Linked DNA regions of Oryzias latipes: region 1 is linked to region 2. The links are chromatin contacts, called in public Hi-C maps. All regions are on one chromosome and are shown on one strand. Each heading gives the region's core, a stretch centred on a gene start, on an enhancer-like site or on the middle of the called end of the contact. The rest is flanking DNA. Distances are from core to core; before and after follow the strand shown.

Region 1 (5,553 bases), core at 238-2,737, 160 kb after region 2:
AAAACATTCAAAAAACAAGCTGCAGTGTCCAGCCAGGATTAAGCAAAAAAAAAACCCCAGGTAAGTCAGTATTTGTTGTCACTATTTGAACTCATGCAATATCTAAAATAGAGCAGGTTGCCGCCAATTATTGAGGAAATATTTCATCCATCATTTTTGCTTTTCTTCTCTTGGTTTATGCTTATTTCTGCTGTCTCTGTGGCAAAAACAAAAAGAAAAGTTCGGAAGATGACACTAATTAATATCTCCGCAAAAAGAAAATACTTGTGTTTAAAAGGTGATTAGTTTTGTTTTATAGTTCCTGCTTTAAAACAAAGACAGATGACATTTAAAATAGTTAGACGTTCATAAGCCAAAGAAAATTGTCAGGACAGTGCTTTTAGGAGGCTAAAGATCCAAAGAACTTCCATAGTGTGATACAGAGAACACAACATGATCACAAGGCAAGTGCTGGATGGAAAACCAGGGAAAAAACCTAAAGAAATAAAAAGAAGTAGAAACATCTGTACTCAATTTTAAACCCATTAATTGGAGGATGACCTTGTAGGATCTTGATGTGCCTACCTTATGTAAGCTCGCAGCTAAAAGCAAAGATCCACTCCAACCTTCTTTTGATCTATTTTCAAAGTATTCCCTGTAGTTTTGTAGGGAAATAATGTGGTTTATTTAAGCAAAAGAAATTGTGTTTCTTTCTAAGACATAGTTTCTGCAGAGCGGCAGTAGTTCATTAGAAAATTGCCTCTGAACTATAGTCAGAACTGTTGCCGTGTTGTAACCCCGCCCCTGCTTCTTTAAAATCCTTCAATTTCTTTTTACACTCTCTCCTGCGAGATACAGATCCTCACAACCCCAGCCTGACATTACCGGCTCAACAAAAATGACGAGCAATGATGCAGCCATCCAGCTGTACAGTTTTGAGCCAGATGCCAGCTTGGATAAGCAAAATGAATACGTGCATGGATCTGGTCATCTACAAGTAGATGCATCTGCATGTAGCAGAGCAGGGAGATTGCGGCTCGCTAGCAAGTTTTTATCTGCTTCTGATTTACAAACGATTTGAAAAAAGAAATACTCAGAAATGCAATTTTGAGCTTTTTTAAAAATATGTCCTCTATCGAGAGAAAATACGAAAAGGACATGTTAAAAACACCAAAATACACAATTTATGTTGGACTGGATCTTTGAAAACCCTTGCTTTTGGATAGTACTAAGTTGTTTAATTGTTTATTTTTTCATTGTATTTTTATCATTTTTAGTTTTTATTTTATTATTCTTATTTTGTAATGACATGTTTCACGGCTTTCCTAATTTATTTTTGACGTATACCATTTATTCATTCATTTATCTGTTTATCACTGACTTTGGTGTCCAGATTTTTCCTGATTCTTTTCTTACTCGTCACAAACGGCCTCCCTGCTGAACAAACACTGGCAAAAGGAAATACTCTGCCGCCCCCTTGTGGTGGAGAAAAGCCACTACATTGTTGATATAATTCGGTCCTGACGGGGTAAAGTCCAGCTCAATCCGACATGGCAACCAGGTGGGGGATCTGCAGCGCGGGGAAGATCAGCCAGGACTTCGCTGTGGCTCTGAAAACTCTTCCTTCTGCAGACCATCAGGTTTGCGTTCACATCTTATACAGTTTAGCACTTAAAAAGCAGAGTTCTCTTTCTTGTTCTATGGCATAATTCGAAAACACTCATTCACTACTTTTCTCTATCTGAACTTGGCAAGGGCTAATGCTTATTATTTATTTATTTCGCTAATGCTTTTGCCTTTAGGGGTAAAGCACGTCCATTAATTTAAGTATAGAGAAAGAAGAACCAAACATTTTGGGAAGTGCACAGTGGGGCGGACCCCACGCTGGACGGTCAAGTCGAGACACCTTTACCGTAAAACATGGACTACGTGGGGACATGGTTTTTGTAGTTTTTCTGTGGAGTCACTTAATGTCATTCATCGGAGTCATCCCCACTCTTACTGACTGTAAATCTTTAAAATCCGTGTTTTATTTCTTCAAAGTGCAACAGAAACTTGAGCTGATTTTCAATTAATTCGTTGTCAACTCCAGATTGGAAAAGTCTTCCTTAAACTTCAGAGTTCAACTCCTGACAGACACCCTCTGTTTGCAAAACAAAACAAAAAAAGTTACAAAATATAGAGTGCAAGATTTTCTTTTCCACTTGTTATAAGTGAAGTAGAATTAGTAGACTTTGTCTTAGTAAGATTTCTTAAAATAACTTCTGAAGTCTTTATCTTTTAAGATAAAATAAAATCTTGAAATTAGTTATAAACACTCAAATGTAGAAATATTGCTCTGATAATTGGAAATATGCTTTTTTTTTTTTTTTTTTTTTTTAAAAACTTTTACCAAAAATAATGTCCTGACACTGCATGTCAGGCACTCCAACAGTCCAACAATCTCTATTTCTGGACCAATTTAGTTAAGGTCTGGAAATACACATATTAAGATAAAGTTGTCACAATTGTATGTAAGTTGTGAGTCTAAAATACTTGTTTTATTAGAGATGTGACTTAAAATAAGATGTTTTCAAGATTAAATGATTGTAATATATCCAAGATTTATTTTCGTAAGACAAGTTTTTACATCTTAAAAAACTAAAAAAGAAAGTAACTAGTAAGTTTGTTATATCAAGTGTCAAAAACAAAACAAAACTTTGATTCTCTCTAATTTAGATACTGTTTTTCTGACCTAACTTAGAATCTGACTTTGGTTTTTGGGGGGGCATTCAAAAGGGTACATTTTTTTTATTTTTTTATTTAACCTTTATTTAACCAGGAAAGTCCCATTGAGATTAAAAACCTCTTTTGCAAGGGAGTCCTGGCCAAGAGGCAGCAAAAAGTTACAAACACAGACAACAAATAAAATTACATTCAATTATAAAAACAGTTACATTTAAAGGAGTTGACCTCAAGTGCTCTCAGTCTGGTTTTAAAATCATTTAAAAAGATAAGTTCAGGGAGCTTCCAGTTTTTTTGCAGTGTGTTCCATGACGTGGGAGCAGCGTGAGAAAAAGATCTTTTTCCCAGTTCTGTGCGGACAAATGGAACACTGAGCAAGTGTTGATCATTTGAACGCAATGAATACGAATCAACATTTCTCCTCTGTAGTAAATCTCCAATGTAGGAGGGAAGCAGTCCAAGCATGGCCTTGTAAATAAAAATGTACCAGTGTCCTTGCCTTCTTGTGGACAGAGATGACCACCCCACATGAGAGTACAGTTCACAGTGATGTGTTAATGCTCTACAATTGGTGATAAACCTCAGAGCAGCATGATACACAGAGTCTAATCTGTAAAGACAATGAGTTGAAGCATTCATGTACAAAAGGTCCCCGTAGTCTAAAACAGATAGAAATGTTGCTGTCACAAGCCTTTTTTTTACTTTGAAAGAGAAGCAAAGCTTATTTCTAAAAAGAAAACCCAATTTCAGTTTTAGTTTCTTCACAACATTTTCAATGTGGGGCTTGAATGTCAAGGAGTCATCAAGTAAGACCCCAAGGTATTTGTACTCATGTACTTGCTCTATAGCATCTCTGTGAAGAGTGAGAATCTTAGGGAGATCTTCTGGCACCTTTTTGGTATTAGAAAAGAACATAAATTTGGACTTTTCAGCATTTAGGACAAGTTTCAATTGCAGAAGTGTAAGTTGCACATTATCAAAAGCTTTCTGCAAAGATTCAACTGCTTTCGCAGGAGTTCGTCCAAAGCAATATATAATTGTGTCATCAGCATAAAGATGAATATTAGCATCTTGAAGATCTTGTCCTAGTTCATATATATATCAAATGAAAATAGGCTGAATCCTGCTGTATAATTAGTAATATTTATGTGTAAATTTAGATCTTTGTGGTTTAAAGTGATATGTAGCTCAAAAATTAGAAGAGGCACCTTAAAAAACCTGATTATATTTGCTAAAGGCAGTAATGTGACAGAACAAATATCATTTGCAGTAAATGTAAGTATTTCATGAAGCCCCTTTAGCCCTGCTGCACTTGCCTTTGTCGTGGTGATGAGACAAAGTCCACTAAAATCCATTTTGTTTGCAGAAAAGTCCTTTAAACTCTTCCTTTCTTTTACAGATTGTGGCTGTGGCCGCTCGGAAGCTGGACGACGCTCAAGAGTTTGCCACGAAGCACGGCGCCTCTCGAGCGTATGGAAGCTATGAGGAGCTGGCCAGGGATCCAGATGTGGGTCAGTGGCTGGCAGAAGCACAACAAAATCTGAAGTTTAGTGCAAACACAAGCCCTGCTTTGAACACCCATCTAATCTGATACCCAGTTCTATTTCTCAAGTGTTTGAACAGGCTGGTCACTCCCTGTTCTGTCTGTCTCCGTGTGCGTACAGATGTAGTTTATGTTGGAGTAATCCACCCTCACCATCTGAAGACTTGTCTGCTCTTCATCAACGCCAAGAAGAACGTTCTGTGTGAGAAGCCGCTGGCCATGAACGCCAGGGAGGTGAAGGAGATCCTGGATGCTGCGAAGAGGAACAATGTCTTCCTGATGGAGGTAAAACTGGAGCATGGTGGGAAGAAAATTGATATTTTTTTATGGGCGTGGCTTCCTGTGTACAGGCAGTTGAACTAAACTGAAGAAAACACACAACCTGAAGTATTTTGTAAAGGTTGTGACAACTTGCCACTACAGGAATATAAACCTTTACCATTGTTGTTCCTCGTGCTACAAAAATCTTTGATGTTACTGTGTGAGTATGATCACCTGCAGAAGTACTCTGGGGGGTTTTAGTCTTTTAAGTTGCATCATTGTTAGACTTGAGGTTGTAGCCTGCTTTTTTGTGATGAGGAAAACTTTCAAGCAACAACAGAGATGATTATGGATTTGGAAATAATCCTCCAAAGAGTCAAGTTGGTGGAGAACCAACATGCGATTCGGAGCAGAGCCTAATAATAGTGAGCTCCTCGTTTTGCCTCAGGCCGTCTGGACCCGCTTTTTTCCAGCTTCCGAGGAGATCAGACGGCTGCTGGCCCGAGGGGAGGTGGGTGAGGTGAAGGTTGTCAGATCGGAGTTTGCCGTGCCTCTCATGCACGTGCCGAGAGCCGTGCAGAAGGAGCTGGGTGGAGGAGCAATGCTGGACGTCGGCATCTACTGCCTGCAGTTCACATCCATGGTGTACAATGGAGAAAAGCCCGAGAGCATCCAAGCCACCGGAGTCTGCTTTGAGTCAGGTAGTGTTGATGTTCCTTCATATATAAGCTTTAATCTAAGCTTTGATGTCAACAATAGGGATGTACAGCAGCGGTTTGTTGTATGTTCAGCTTTTGGACGGTAGCTTCATGTCAGCAGAGCGGCCTCTGCTCCAGATTATAGTTAAAATTTTATTGCATAAAGTTGACTTTTAACTAGCAGTGTTGCTGTCCACTCCTGATAACACTTTATAGTGTCATGCAGCGCCGCGCTCCTTTCAGATTTTACACGCAGAGTTCAGATGGGCATCATCTCCTTGTGTTTGTTGAAGGTGTGGACGAGACTGTTGTCGTCACCCTGAAATACCCCGGGAGCAGATTGGCAGT
Region 2 (5,975 bases), core at 2,975-5,474:
GGGTGCCTGAAGTGTTAAAACCGTGTCTTTTTGTTGACTTCTGCTCGACCTACATCTGCTTTTCTGCCTGTAGCGGAGGCCTCATTTCCTGTCGTTCTAGACAGGCTCGGCTGTGGCTTCCTGTTATTGCTCAGCGCTCAGTGCAGGCTGCATTCTGCAGCACCGAGGTAAAAAGGTCAAACTTAAGGTCAATATTAAGACTGCATGTGAAAGTAAACATTAATACGTCAAATGCAATAAAAGATTAAAACAGTAAGCATACATTTCTTCATTAGTCTCCATTTAAAATGTGGCACACCGTAAGGAACGCGTTATCTTGTCCTAAAAAGGCTTTTGGGGATTTGAACACATCCAATGTCACACAGAAAGAATAGACCAACAAGCCAGGTGTTATAATGGGCTCTAAAGCTGAAATCATTTTGTTCTGTGGGCTGTAATGTTTGTTTCTTGTGTGATTTTTGCGTTGTTGTTTGGACAGCTCAATATTTCCTCAATGTGACACACAACTGCATTTACTTCCACTTTTATTTTAGTCCAGAAATCTGAACTGATTGTTTGATCAATTAAAAAGTTTCTCTTTGAGTCCTGTGATTTTTTTTTCCAGCAGGGATACAGACTGATTTGAACAGCATGAAATTAATTAAGTAATTTTACACGCAAAAAGCATCCTGTTCTCCAAGATTAAAAGCAGAAGCTCATTTCAGAAACTGGGAAAAATTTTACAACCCTCCCCAAAAATAAAAAACCCACACAAAATGGCTTTTTGAGCAGAAACAATAAACCACAAAGGCCCTTAAAAATTAATATACAGGGGTGTAGCGATTCATTTTTACAATTCGATTCCTATCATAATTTGAAGTTGTCTCTATGATTCATATCGATATTGGTTTTATGTGAGCAATCAGATTCGCTGACCTAAAACGGATCCACAACGTCCTCAGCCAAGAATTCAACCGGCGTCACTCAGAATACCTGGGTGCTGAAAAGTGCAGGTGAATTTTTCCAGATTCCTTGTGTTTCTTGCAAGACAATCTAGTGTCAATTAAATTTGTGTACAAACAAATAAATTAACGAGAATGAATATCAAATCCATTCACCTTTTAGTGTCCTGAAAGTTCAGCCCACTGTTCTTTTTCCACATCAAAATAATACTAACAGAACATTATTAGAACATTCTACCACACTGTCTGTTCACATGTCTTTGAAGAATTCCAACTTTCCACACTGGAATGATGGACAGGTTTTACTGCCATTACATGGTAAAATAAAACTACTGTGCCTCCTTCCAAATAATAGTTTCCAATATTGATTAAAATCAATTCATTTCATTTTGTAACAATTTTTTATAGGTCGATTTGACCTACTTGCCTCAGACAGATGGATCTGGTTGGATTATAGGAATATAAATCAATTCACCCATTCAGTCGATACATTGTTACACCCTAAAATCAAGGAGTTAAAAGGGCATACATAACCTATATAACATCTGAGAGGAATGTGGATAAGTGTGATGAAGATGAGATCCTTATAGTAACATCAAAACCAAACCCTAAGAAGAACCATAAAAGAATAGAATAGAATAATAGACAATTGTCAGAGTTTTGCTCAAATAAATAATTTGTTTTATTAGAAAACAATGATTAAAAAATGATTAGTTTAAAAACAATCAGGTTTAAACCTACAGTAGTATATACTTTTTAAAGTTGTTTTCAGATATGAAACATGTCATGTTCTCAGTCCTGCACACATACATCAGATCACTGCTTTAGTTAAAGTACCAGCAGAAAAGGTGAGACACTGCACCATGCAGAAGCTTCATTCTGTGTGCATTTTTCTTTTTTTTTCGGTGAAAACACATCAAACAAAACGCTTTCATCTCAACCATAAACAATATTACTTAACTAATAATAAAGCAATAATAGTAAAATTCATATAGATTTCACAAAAGCACAAATCAAATTAAAACATAAAACAAATTTAAAGTAAAGAAAAATATTCCAAAAAGGAGTCACAGTTTGAAATGTAAATGTGGATGTAAGGTAATAATAAGCTATACCCTCCTTTAAGACTAGCACAATATAAACAGGATTATACACTATTTTCTCGTTTAAAAAAAAAAAAAAAAAAGAACGTTTTAATTTGAAGAGTTCCCCCCATTTTTAACACTGTTTAACAACAAGTGGCTGTAAGCATAATGATATGTAAAACCACACCTTTATACATATAAGTCACAGGATAACCACCAGACATCTGCAGGGTCTGGAGACCAAACAGACAGGTAACCTGCTCAAATTCTCAAGAATAAAAACAACACTTTGCATGGCATTATATGAAAAGAAACACACACACACACACACACACACACATGCAAAATCCAGTCCATTTGTGGTAGCTAGAAGGCTCCAGGGACAGAAGGGCAGGTGTAGTGGGTGGCGTCAGTCCTCTCATGATGTTCTGTTCTGTAGAGAGCTCATTCTGATCCCAGTGAGGTTGGCTACTTCTGCATCCTGCATCTCCACCTGTTGCTGGCAGCTCTCTCTGATGAGGTACACTAGAAGACCCACGCAGATGCAAATGAGGAGGACTATGCCTATAACCTGGATGCAAAGACAGCGGAGGTTTAATGTTTGAACAAAGGACGATCACGACATCACCACAACAGGAGCAACTCACCTGAGAAAAGACAAACAGCTGCTGGGAGCGGACCATGAGCTCCTGAGCGGTGACATCCCCCTCTTTAACTGGCTCGCACCACTTCTGTGGAGCTGCCTTGTCAACAAGCACATATCTGCCCTCCCAGTCTGTCATAGCACACGCAAAGTATTGACCGTCCAGGAACAGCAGGATGAGCCACACGACTGCCGGAACAAAGCTGGAGAGGGAAATGGTCTTTCTGCACCAGACAGCACACCTGCATCCCTGAATGATCAGCATCAAGGTGAAGGCCATGACGGCAGGAATGATGAAGAATGCGGATGAAAAAGCTCCGTTCCACGCAGGTCTGCAAGGACACTCAAACTCCAGCTCCACCAGCTTCTCTAGTCCCATGAGGATGAAGCCAAAAGCCACATTTGACACCAGAGGACTGTTGCTAAGTTCATTTTTCAGCCTGGCAAGCCATTGTTGTCTACTTTCCATACTAGATTGACCAAAGAATGGAGGCAAACACTGTAAAAAACCCAAATGGGGGTCCAGCGTTGTGAACACATTGGCAACAGCTAAGTGATGCGTACTTAACGCATCCAGGGGTAAGTTTTCCCCTCAGGCAAAATGCCACACTTCAACTCTGATTGGGTTCGAACAAAGGAGGGTGTGCCGACTGTGCTGACATTTCTCCAGCTGATTGGCTTGTGTGAGGTTTCAGGTGGGGGTTACATTTCAAATGTGATGTGCTGTGAACAAACTGGAGGGCGGGCTGTAAAGTGGAGGGAACTTTACTCTGCAGCTGAGCAAAGGCGGACACTAACAGCCCAAAGAAAGATTTCATGCGTTTTTATATTCTCCAGAGCTGCAACTTTCTTGTTATTTTAAGGAATTAGACTTTTAAGAGAAACATAAGCTTCTAATTTTTTCAAAAACAATTTTTTATTTAAAAAAGTATTTTGGAAACTGTGTTTTAAACATGAAACAGAAGTCTTCTGTACCTTTTCGTATATTTCTTCAAAGTAAGACTTTGGCAAAAGTGAAAAATGACACATGCTCGGGCTTTACCCAAATGGGCCGCATGAGGGCGCACACGGAGCAGCGCAGATTAAGGGCAGGAGGGGATTATGGGAGGCCATGTTGAACTTTCAAGGGGGGATGTGGCACATGCAGTCTGAGAGCACCCGGGCCACTGATGAGATGACATAATTTATAAATGACCTTAGTGCGCTCAAGAGCATCCGCATCCTGGCAGAGAAAGATGGTAAATTATAAGGAAAGCAAGAAACAGATTAAAAAAATGATGCAGCCTGTAATAATAGGGACAGAACAGGTAGTTTATCGTTGTTTTTCTGTTTTAAAATTACACCACTCCTATTGTGAATTTTTGAAAAGCTGTATAGTTTCATACAGTTTTAATTTTCCATAAATCTGACAGACTAAGGCTGCTCCAAGTGGTAAACTGATACATTTTTAAAATTACAATACCAATTGATGTAATTTCTTGCTAAAATACACACAGACACATATCAAGGGTCGGACGGAGGCTTTATTCTGGTGAGCTGTTGTGCTCATCCTCATCCTCGGCCATGCGCGCACTGGGCAGGCGCGGCTTGTCGTCGCTCCCGTTGGTGTCCTACCAGCATCTGTTCCTCCTTTGGTATTAAAAATAGACCGCTGCTGATAACAGACTTATGTTTCGGCTACATCACTTGCCGGCGGGAGTCATTTGTGCACTACTTTCATTTTAATCACCGAACCGTGACCGTGGGAGCGTAAATGCGCATCCGTGCGCGCATCTCGGAATCTTTTCAATCCCACCGTGGACAATCCCCTTGACATCCAAAGACCCTTCCTCCGCAATCCGACGAGGCTTCTTCGCCACCTATGGCCGCAAATCGGCTTCCATGAGCCGCCGGCCTCCTCCCGAACTGCTTTCCTTTAAGGTTTTAAAATCGAGGAGGCATTTCTACTGGATTTTTTTGTATTTTCTAAACCATCTGCGCGGACTCATTTGAAAGCTATGCTTGGCACATCTCTCTAGATCTTGTGATCAATAGCCTCCGCGGTATCTCCTCCCACATTCGTCCTGCCGAGGAGCTGCGTCTCCCGCGGAGCTCCAGCGATGCAGCCGAACGCAGTGATGCTGGCGGTGGTCCTTCTGGGGAACTTGATGCTGCCTTTCGCCTCGTCCCAGAACGGTAAGGACGCAGATCTGGCGCAATTGTTACTGTTGCTGAAAGTGGCTTGTAGGAGGAGTAAAAGATTGACAAGGCTTTTTTTTAGGGGAATTTTTGCATCTCAACAGAGATAACCCAAGAGTTAGTATCCCTTTATCACTGAAAAGGGTTGGGTTCATGCTTGAAGAATGATCTGGCAGGTGGACAACAGCCAGGCGTTCTTCTTGGGACAAATCTGGACTTTGTGGGTTTTGTAGTAATACGTGCACATTTTCCCAAAATGAAATAGAAGTATGCCATTATTTTCAGTCAAAATAAAACAAAAAATACCTCTGTTTACTTAGAAAGTCGCTCATTCTTCCATATTTTTTGCAAATTAGGCCATTTGTTACCAAAACAAATCAAGGCTGCACATATGCTGGATGTTAAAGATGTGTGCATTTCCAAAGTTCACCATCAGTTGATCATAATAAAAGTGGATAATTTCAGTTTAAGGAAATGTCAGGGCTGGCTGCTGGCTGTCCTCTGATACAGCATGTCCCGACATGAAATTAGTTTAACCAGCCAGGTCAACAGCCTTTCTAATTTTATGCCTTTTCTGAGAGAATTTCTTGCATTTCGAATTCAAAGTTTTTCTTTACCGTTTTTGACAATGCAATTACTGACTTTTTGTAAAGGAGCTGCCCACACGTCAAAACCCACATGTTAACTAAACAGTGTCACTGAGTTAGTCTAATCCTCTTTCACAGGAAAAAAAAAATTAGGAAAAAAAACTTGGAATCTGACAGCTTAATGCCCACTCTGTCCTTTCTGTGTGGGATAAATGGACTCCCACTATGAACGACTTAATGAGATCTGTGTTTTCATGATAGGTTGAGAAAAATTCAAGTGTAGTGCCTCGTGCGGATTTACGTTTCCAGCTGATATAAATGCCTCCTGCCGATTACAGCACTTTTTTGGTCAAACAAAGTATTCTAACATTGCAGAGACAATCACGATGAAACAATCACTTTCCATTAAATCAGAAAGAAATGCTCCATCTCCAGCTGGTGGAGAGACAAACAAACTAACACTTCACAGCAGTTATATAAACAAGTACTTCTTGTAGCTGTTTGCATCTTTGTTGGTAATTTCTCTATAGTGTGCTTTCAC

What was found. Hi-C and Micro-C count contacts between places; a contact is called where the count stands out from the background.
Region 1: a Hi-C map of embryo shows a contact between it and region 2, with 6 times the contacts expected there. The contact joins the promoter of LOC101170260 here to the promoter of LOC101160640 in region 2. A contact is called at or near these places in 4 of 5 Hi-C or Micro-C datasets (embryo and fibroblasts).

What each region holds. Positions count from the first base shown.
Region 1 is chr3:28,527,999-28,533,551 of ASM223467v1, forward strand. It overlaps LOC101170260 (trans-1,2-dihydrobenzene-1,2-diol dehydrogenase), which reads left to right and starts at 1,488. Exons shown (of 7, transcript XM_004067299.3): 1 at 1,488-1,619; 2 at 4,103-4,214; 3 at 4,368-4,531; 4 at 4,956-5,208; 5 at 5,499-5,553. The coding sequence starts at 1,530.
Region 2 is chr3:28,364,909-28,370,883 of ASM223467v1, forward strand. It overlaps LOC101160640 (neuroplastin), which reads left to right and starts at 4,225. Exons shown (of 9, transcript XM_020700179.2): 1 at 4,225-4,844. The coding sequence starts at 4,769. LOC105357793 (calcium homeostasis modulator protein 6) reads right to left here and starts at 4,038. Exons shown (of 2, transcript XM_011493129.3): 1 at 2,674-4,038; 2 at 1,604-2,597. The coding sequence starts at 3,138. The coding sequence ends at 2,445.